Regions from separate parts of the Mus musculus genome. Here region 2 is linked to region 1. A link is a contact called in public Hi-C data. All regions are on one chromosome and are shown on one strand. Each heading gives the region's core, a stretch centred on a gene start, on an enhancer-like site or on the middle of the called end of the contact. The rest is flanking DNA. Distances are from core to core; before and after follow the strand shown. Region 1 holds the start of Elfn1 (leucine rich repeat and fibronectin type III, extracellular 1). Region 2 overlaps Mad1l1 (MAD1 mitotic arrest deficient 1-like 1).

Evidence for each region. A called contact is a pair of places that touch in the nucleus more often than the background predicts.
Region 2: a contact with region 1 is called in a Hi-C map of rod photoreceptor, with 1.7 times the contacts expected there. The contact joins the enhancer-like site here to the promoter of Elfn1 in region 1. A contact is called at or near these places in 7 of 39 promoter capture datasets (3T3-L1-derived adipocytes, the HPC-7 cell line, embryonic stem cells and 3 more), 3 of 484 Hi-C or Micro-C datasets (the N1E-115 cell line, nephron progenitors and rod photoreceptor), 5 of 115 datasets of contacts at active chromatin or transcription factors (embryonic hindbrain, embryonic midbrain, embryonic stem cells and 1 more) and 1 of 9 other capture datasets (pancreatic islet).

Annotation. Positions count from the first base shown.
Region 1 is chr5:139,905,606-139,909,311 of GRCm38.p6, reverse strand. It overlaps Elfn1 (leucine rich repeat and fibronectin type III, extracellular 1), which reads right to left and starts at 1,446. Exons shown (of 2, transcript NM_001384186.1): 1 at 499-1,446.
Region 2 is chr5:140,006,768-140,010,556 of GRCm38.p6, reverse strand. It overlaps Mad1l1 (MAD1 mitotic arrest deficient 1-like 1), which reads left to right. Exons shown (of 18, transcript NM_010752.3): 18 at 1,283-1,868. The coding sequence ends at 1,441. Among named protein-coding and RNA genes, the nearest start is that of Gm30492, 87 kb to the left of the region's middle. Within about 2 kb of position 2,421, at least 13 of the 459 cell types and tissues checked have an H3K27ac peak or open chromatin away from gene starts, as enhancers often do. A contact at or near this core is called in the N1E-115 cell line and rod photoreceptor, where this site is marked.

The DNA of each region.
Region 1 (3,706 bases), core at 197-2,696:
CAACTTGGGGCACTAAGGCCGTCCCATGCACCCTACAGCAGACCGACCCCACCACGGCCTAGGCAGCACGCTCAGCAAAGTTTCGGGTCCTCGGTGGTGCTTCCTAATCCGAGGTGGGGGCAGGGGACCCAAGCCCAGGCGCTCCGATCGGCGGAGTCGGGAGGGAAGTTTGTCCAGCCAGAGATCGGCGATCGAGAACTTCGGGTTTTGGGAAGGCGGCTGAGTGGAGGGCGCCCTGGAGCCTCAGACTAAACGCGCTGCATCTGAAACCCCCCGGGTGAAGAGGGGACTCGGTCCAGGTGCGGACGGCCAGGACACGGCGAGGGGGACTGAGGCGATAGGGGCAACCAGGGCTGCGGGAGCCGTTGGGGACTCCCGCGCCACCCGGGAAGCCGGCGAGAGCGTATCCTTCCTGCCCCTCCCCCTCCAGGGGCGGGGACCTGTGGACCCCACGTCTGCGGCAGAGGGGACCACCACTCGCTGCACACCCCTTCCTACCTGAACGGGGTTGTGGCCCCCAGGGTTGAAGGCTCGATCACCGGCTAGCAGAGCACGCGCGCCGAAGTCCCCGGAGCGCCGCGGTGGCGGTGGCGGCGGCGGCGGCGGCTGCCCCTGCTTCCTCCTCCTCTTCCTCCTCGGGGTTCTTGCTGGCTCCAGACAGACCTCCTCCCCCTCCCGCGTTGCCCGCCCCTCCCGGAGCCCGCCGGGCTTGAGGATCGGCCTCTCGCCGGGAGCGGAGAGGAGCCTGCGGGAGCCGGGCTGCGGCGCTCACTGCGTCAAGAGCCGGGGACCGCGCGATCGGAGCAGCCCCGGACCGGCCGGGCAGGCGGGGCGGCCGCGGCGCCGGCGACGCCGAAGGGGCCGGGCGGCTCCGGCTCTCGAGCTCGGGAGCGGGCGCGGCGGCAGCGGCCGCGGCGACGCGAGGCGGTGGTTCATTTTGTGAGCGCGAGGCAGGTCGGACGTGGGAGCCGCGCGGGGAGGGGACCGGAGCAGGGGCGGGGGCCGCTGCACGTCCATAGGTTGCCCCGGGAGGGGATCAAGGCTCCCTGAGGGGAAGTTGGCTGGAGCCGGGGGGACATCTCAGGACGCCGCAACACAGCCTCGCCTCCTTTTCCTGGCTTTGCCTGCGTCCCCTGCCCGCGTCCCAGGCCACTGAGCTAAGAGCCGTGGAGCCCAAGTCCCCGAGTGTCATGGGGTTGGGACCCTTCGTGGCGATGGGAGGTGGGTACGAGAGGCAGAGATGTGCACGCGCGTACAGTCACGCCTGTGCACACACACGCACCCGCAGGAAGCCATGTAGAAGTTGACCCCGAAGTCAGACCCTATGTAAGCGCGCGTGTCACAGCTCCACCCGCAGGGACGATTGTTTCACGGGGCGGGCGGCGGGGAGGGGAGAATCAGAGATGGTACAAGGTTGTCAGGCCCTCCGAGATGCAACATTCTCTCTTCCCACCAGGGACTTGCTCTCTCCTAAGGTCACCGACCCCCTTCACAGTCCCTCCTCTCTGCATTGTATGTCACCACCCCCTTGGGCTGAGAGGCCGGGAGGCGTGAGATCAGCCTGGCACCTTCCCATTCCCGGAAGGTTCCGAGTAGTGGATTCCCCTCCCACTAGCCTCTGTGTGTGTGGGGGGGGGGAGTTAATGTGTGCTTTCCGGGGATCCAAGTCATCCCTCTGGGGCTGTCCACCCTCCCACCCACCCCCACCCCCCACCCCCATGGTTCCAGGAACACTGACTGAGCCCGCTGGTATCCCATTCCCTACCGCGCCCCTTCCCCAGGCGGTAGCTTTGGCCTTGGGTTGAAAATCAAAATCAAGTTCAAGAGCGCCCTCGCCGGGCTAAGGCCTTGCGCACAGCTTTCGAGCCTCCGTGCGCTTGCGGAGCTGAAGGACCCCCCTTTGGGCAGAGTGGGTGCAACCCTTTTTGGACGCCTCCTCCGAGCTGGAGCACTCTCAAGAGCCAGGCTTCGGGACACAATGCCAACGAAGGGGACTGGAGCCGCAGAGTGCAGCCAAGTATACATAGTAAGGGGCGAGGAGAGGCTGGGGGCGGGGACTTGTCCCTTGGGTTGCCAGACCACCAGGGACCAGCATGGGAATAGCCTGAACCTTGGAGTAGCGCGGCCAGAGGACCAGGAGCTTCCCGAGCTCGGGTCCTGTGGCCTGTCCTGCGACTCGACTAGATCCAGCCTGCAGCACCGGCAGGCAGCCCACACTTGGCCGATCCTAGGCTTTCCCCAGCCCCATTTTTCCTTTGGAACCCTGAGGAGTGAGATTCCAGTTAGGGACTGAGGGTAGAGGAGGCTCTATCGTCTTTCCGGTGGATTCTTAGACACAGAGCATGGTGGTCAAGGACAGAGCTGTGGGTCTACCCTTGCTCAGACCTCAAGAGAATCCAGCCGGGACTGAAGGCTCCAAAGCCTGCTTTTAGGGTAGCTTTTGCCGGGCCCTTCAAAAAAACAAAAAACAAAAAACAAGCCAGGCACCCCTCAAGCTGGGAAGGCCACAAGCTAACCCCTGGCCAGAGCCACGGGGATGAGGCCAGAGCTTTCTCCTGGTTCTCTCATCTCCCGCCCCGCCCCCATTCCTCCCTTCCTCTCCCATTCTCCTGAGCCATGTCACTAGCAGGCATGTGTACATGACCCAGGGTGGACACTATGTATGTTGCACCCACACGTTTGCAGAGCAGGTTCACACCTAACGGGCACACCCCATAATTCACCCCTTAGCCCACCCTCATGAAGAACATGAAGTTCTGGCAGAAGTTCACACACATCTTTGCCGACGCCCACGCCTCCCCCCTCCCCACAACCAGGAACCTTACCAAGAAGTTATAGAGTAGGGCTTCAGTCGCCAAGGCACCCCAGCCTGCTCCAGGGTTGCACAAACCCCCGGTCCATACCTGGGTTTCTGTAGTGGTGTGCGACTGCAAACATCATTCCAGAAAGGCAAAGATGTCTATCCTGGGGTCTATCTGACAGGGTCCCAACAAAGAGAAGAAAGCCCTCCCTCTCTTTTACCTCTTTGCCACCTCCTCCCCCTTTTCTCTTTTACATCTGCCTCCCCTCTCCCTCCTCCTCTTGTCTTCTTACTCTGTAGCTCAGGCCAGCCTGGGACTCCAGTGTCTAGCTTTAGACCCCTGAGTGCCAGAACTATAGGCATGTACCAGCAGGCCCAGCTTACCCTTGGCTTTATTATTATTATTATTATTATTATTATTATTATTTGCTCCCAAACAAGGTTCCTGCATATACATCTACTCACAACACACACACATGCAACATACACAGGCCTCCTTGACAAGGTTGCCTATAGACTGGGCCAGATGCAGCCATGACAGCTGTCTTTCCTGAGTTGAGGGTGAAGGGGCCTAGAACAGTCTGAGAGGGGTGGGCCCTCTCCAATTGGGCACACATGGGACCCCAAGCTAGAGCTGCCCACATGATTTCTGCAGGCTGACCAGAGGCCCAACCAGCAGGTCGAGATAACTTTCTATCCACTGAGATCTTACTTCTGCAGAAAGCTGGAATATGGAAAAGCATTTCTACACACTACAAAAATAAAAATGCCTAGAGAAAAAATTGGTGTCCATCCCTCTGATACCCAGAACTTCACAGTTCCATCCACAACCCCCAGAAGAGCCCAAAGCCACAAAAGAAACACGAGGGTCAGTTTCCTCATATATAAAGAGCTCTTACAACCCAA
Region 2 (3,789 bases), core at 1,172-3,671, 100 kb before region 1:
CTCATCCTTCCCATGCCTGCCTTTCCTCAGACGGCTCTTCTGATGGGCTCTGGCCTGGTTTACAACCCCAGAGACCCACTTCCTTCTGTCAGACCCCCATGCTTCTTCTTTGGAGAACCAGCTAATCTGCTCTGCTCCTAATTGGGCCCTCTGTCTTTCTGAGTCTTAAGTGGGGAGGGCTACCCCACTCAGACCCAAGGTTTGCGAGTGGTCCTATGTGGAGTTGTGACTTCTTGCCTGGCCTTGCCAGAAGGGGCTTTTCTCTTCTACCCAAGTGGTCCTTCTATATTTTGGGCCACTAAGGTATGGCTGGGCAAATTGGCAGGGGAGGCCCCAGGATAAGTGAGCGTTGGGAAAGGAAGGATGACGGGAAGGCCCAGGGGCTCTGTCTGCTTCTCCCAGCCCAGCCTGCATAGTGAAGGGTAGCCTGCCCAGACAGCCTGTAACCTGGGCAAACCCAGGGAAACTGCGCTCTGTACACTGCAGCTGTGACCCTGGCTGTAAGCTGCAAACCCACCTCCCCTTCACAGCTATCGATCGCAGAGCCATTGTGTCCTCCCTTCAGTTACACATGACATAAGAAAACAGGGCAAGATGGTGGGACTCATGGCTCTAGCTGCATTTGTAGCAGAGAATGGCCTAGTTGGTCATCAATGGGAGGAGAGGCCCTTGGTCCTGTGAAGGTTCTATGCCCCAGTATAGGGGAATGCCAGGGCCAGGAAGAGGGAGTGGGTGGGTTGGTGAGCAGGCAGAGGGGGGAAGGGATAAGGGGTTTTTGGAGGGGAAACTAGGAAGGGGGATAACATTTGAAATGTAAATAAAGAAAATATCTAAAAAAAATTTAAATTGTCAATCAATCAAACAGGGCAAGAATCAGTTAGAGCTCCAGAGTTCACCGTCAGGGCTAAACCTCCATCTCAATGCCCAGCATCCTGGCTTCAGCCTGGAAGATGCTCTGGGCTTGCTTCACCTCACCAGGTCAGGCAAGAAACAGCTGAGGATCCAGGTACTGGAATGGAGGTCCCCAGGAATCTGTAGCCTGTTGTAGTTGGGATAGTCCTGAGGCAAGACTGGCTCCCTGCTGTGAATCTCAGTTCCCTCTGCCTTGAACTTTGCCTCAGTGGGCAGCTCAAGCCTACTGAGTGCATGAAGCAAGCCAGGGCCCCTGTAGCTCAGGCTCCACTCTAGTGGCAGGCAACAAGCTTTCCACGGGGGGAGCATGTGAGGACAGACACCTGTCCAATAGCCACCGCTGACTCAACTCTCTTCTCTCCTCCTGCAGGCCACAGGACCCTCGGGCTCCAAGATGCAGCTGCTGGAGACAGAGTTCTCACGGTCTGTGCCTGAGCTCATTGAACTGCACTTGCTGCAGCAGGACAGCATCCCTGCCTTCCTCAGTGCGCTCACCATAGAGCTGTTCAGCCGCCAGACCTCTATCTAGCCTCTTCCCATGAGCATCTTCACTACAGCCGCTGGACCTCGGCCTAGCCTGTACCTGCAGCTTCTCACATGCAGCCCCCAGACCTTGAGCTAGCTCTTGGTCTACAGTTGCCCACATCATCCCCAGATCCCTTTGCCACCCATAGCTGCATCATGTCACAAACACTAGCCGTGGCCTCTGCTCAAGCAGCCACTGTCTCTTGTCCCTGGCTAGGAGCAAGCTACTGGGGATGACCAAGCCAGATCATACCCCACTACTCTCCTCCCCACCCCACCCCATTCTAGAGCCGCTCCACGTACTGTCCCAAGGTGTACCCCAGCCTCCAGTCCCATGCGCTGGTTGCTTAGGCTTCAGTGGCCAGACTGTAGCCTGTGTCCACAGTCTCAGACTAATGAAATAAAGTGCTACCTTTATCTTCCTTCCCGGATTGTGTCCAAGGCTCCAAGCTACCTCTCTGTCCAGGCCTCACCACACTGTACTGTGCTTACCTGGACGGCCGGCAGGCCTGCTCATACACACAGCCTGAGAGGCAGATGGGGTGGGAGTGCTCAAGTCCCATCCCTCTGAGCCGGGGTATCTCACTCCCTGCCTTGGTTCCTTCCCTGCCTCTCCCCTGCCGGAGGTCTCTGTGTCCAGTGGGTAACCCTCCCTTGCCAGCTCCCTGCAAGGGGCCCCACCAGGCCCAGCCATCTGTACCACATTCAAGTGTCCTGGTTAACAGGTTTTCTTTAGCAGAGGTGGAGAGGAGGGGGATATGTCTGGATTGTCCTGAGAGACAAGGCACCTGAGTGTACCATACCCCCTTCACATGCCTGCAAGAGAATGGAAATGAGACAGCCTGCCGGGAGCACTCAGACTTGGGCCAGAGAAAATTTTACTTGTGGCAGCACCCCCACCCCCACCCCCTCCACCCTCACCCACCCCGGCTTACAACAGCTCCTCACTGGGCCCCCACTGATAAATGAGTCTTAAGCTGCTAATGACTCACTTTAAGGGATTAGTGGCATGGTGACAAGCGTCACAGCCAGGAGGTAACAGGATTTGCTGTGTCCAGGCCTCCAGCTCCCCTACCAGGGGACCCCACCCCCACCCCCAGCAGCCTCCACCCCCTCCTGTCACATTCAGCTGGAGCTACAAATTCACCCACGGCTGAGCTCTTTATTGCCTGGTGCAAGGCCCTCTGGGATGTACAAATTGTGGGTGTCTCTCCAGCTCCTGACCCGTCCCAGGGACCACCAGGCTGTTCAGAGGCCAGAGTGAAGGTAACCAGGGCAGCCTCAGAATCGACCTACTTAGAGTCCCCGGCAGCGGGGACTGGTTGCACCTAGCTGAACTATCCAGCTCATAGCTGGCTCTCTCCCATGCCAAACTGGCCTTTCTCTGATCACACCTTTCCAGCTGAGTGGCATCAGACTGCAGGTTAGGAATGAAGGAGTCCTGCTCCAGAGTCACCTGTGGGTCTAGCTTCAGAGTCAGACATGGATGGTCCTCCTGCCTCCCAGCATCCCAGGTCAAGCACAGGCTGTCTTTATCCTCACACGGGCGGGAAAGGAAGACTCAAAGGCCCAGGAGCTCCCAGTTGAGAGCACAAGCATGCATAATACACATATGCACATGGTGCACCATTACACATAGAAGTTATGCACCCTATGCACATATGAGGCATGTGCTTGCATATGGAAACATGAATCATAACTGCATATGTGTGTATATACATTAGTGTACTTGGGCACCGGCTCTGCATGCATGAGCTTGTGCACATGCGTGTTTGCAATCTGAGTAGTACTTCTGCCCAGAGAGGGATGTGCTGCAGAGAGAGAGAGAGAGAGAGAGAGAGAGAGAGAGAGAGAGAGAGAGAGAGAACACCAACAAGTGGGAGCAAGGAGCCCCAGCAAAGTCTATATTTATAACTGTTTTCTGGTTAACTCTACCATTTGAATACGTTCTTCTTATCATTAAAGCAAAAACTAGTAAACCCCCAAAGAGACAGGCGGTGGAGGAAGGAGAAGCCCCTCCCTTGGCTCCCAGCCAGCCTCCCAGCCTGAAGGGCAGACCTGCATGCCTCTGCGTGGATGGGCGAGAGCGCCCAGGTTTGTTTCGTCAGACTCTGTACAGGAGTCTTTAATAACTGCTTTGTTGTACAGCTTGGTTTTTCCCAACAACTGTCCAGCCACTGGGTTTCATGGTTGAATCTGAAAGACACAAATCTCGAAGGTTCTCATAGGGCTTCTTGAGAAACAGAAACACCGACTCCTCGGTGACAGGGAAGCAAGCTGCCAGCAACTCCCGGGGCTGTTGCATTTCAGCAGGGGTGTGTGTGTGTGTGTGTGTGTGTGTGTGTGTGTGTG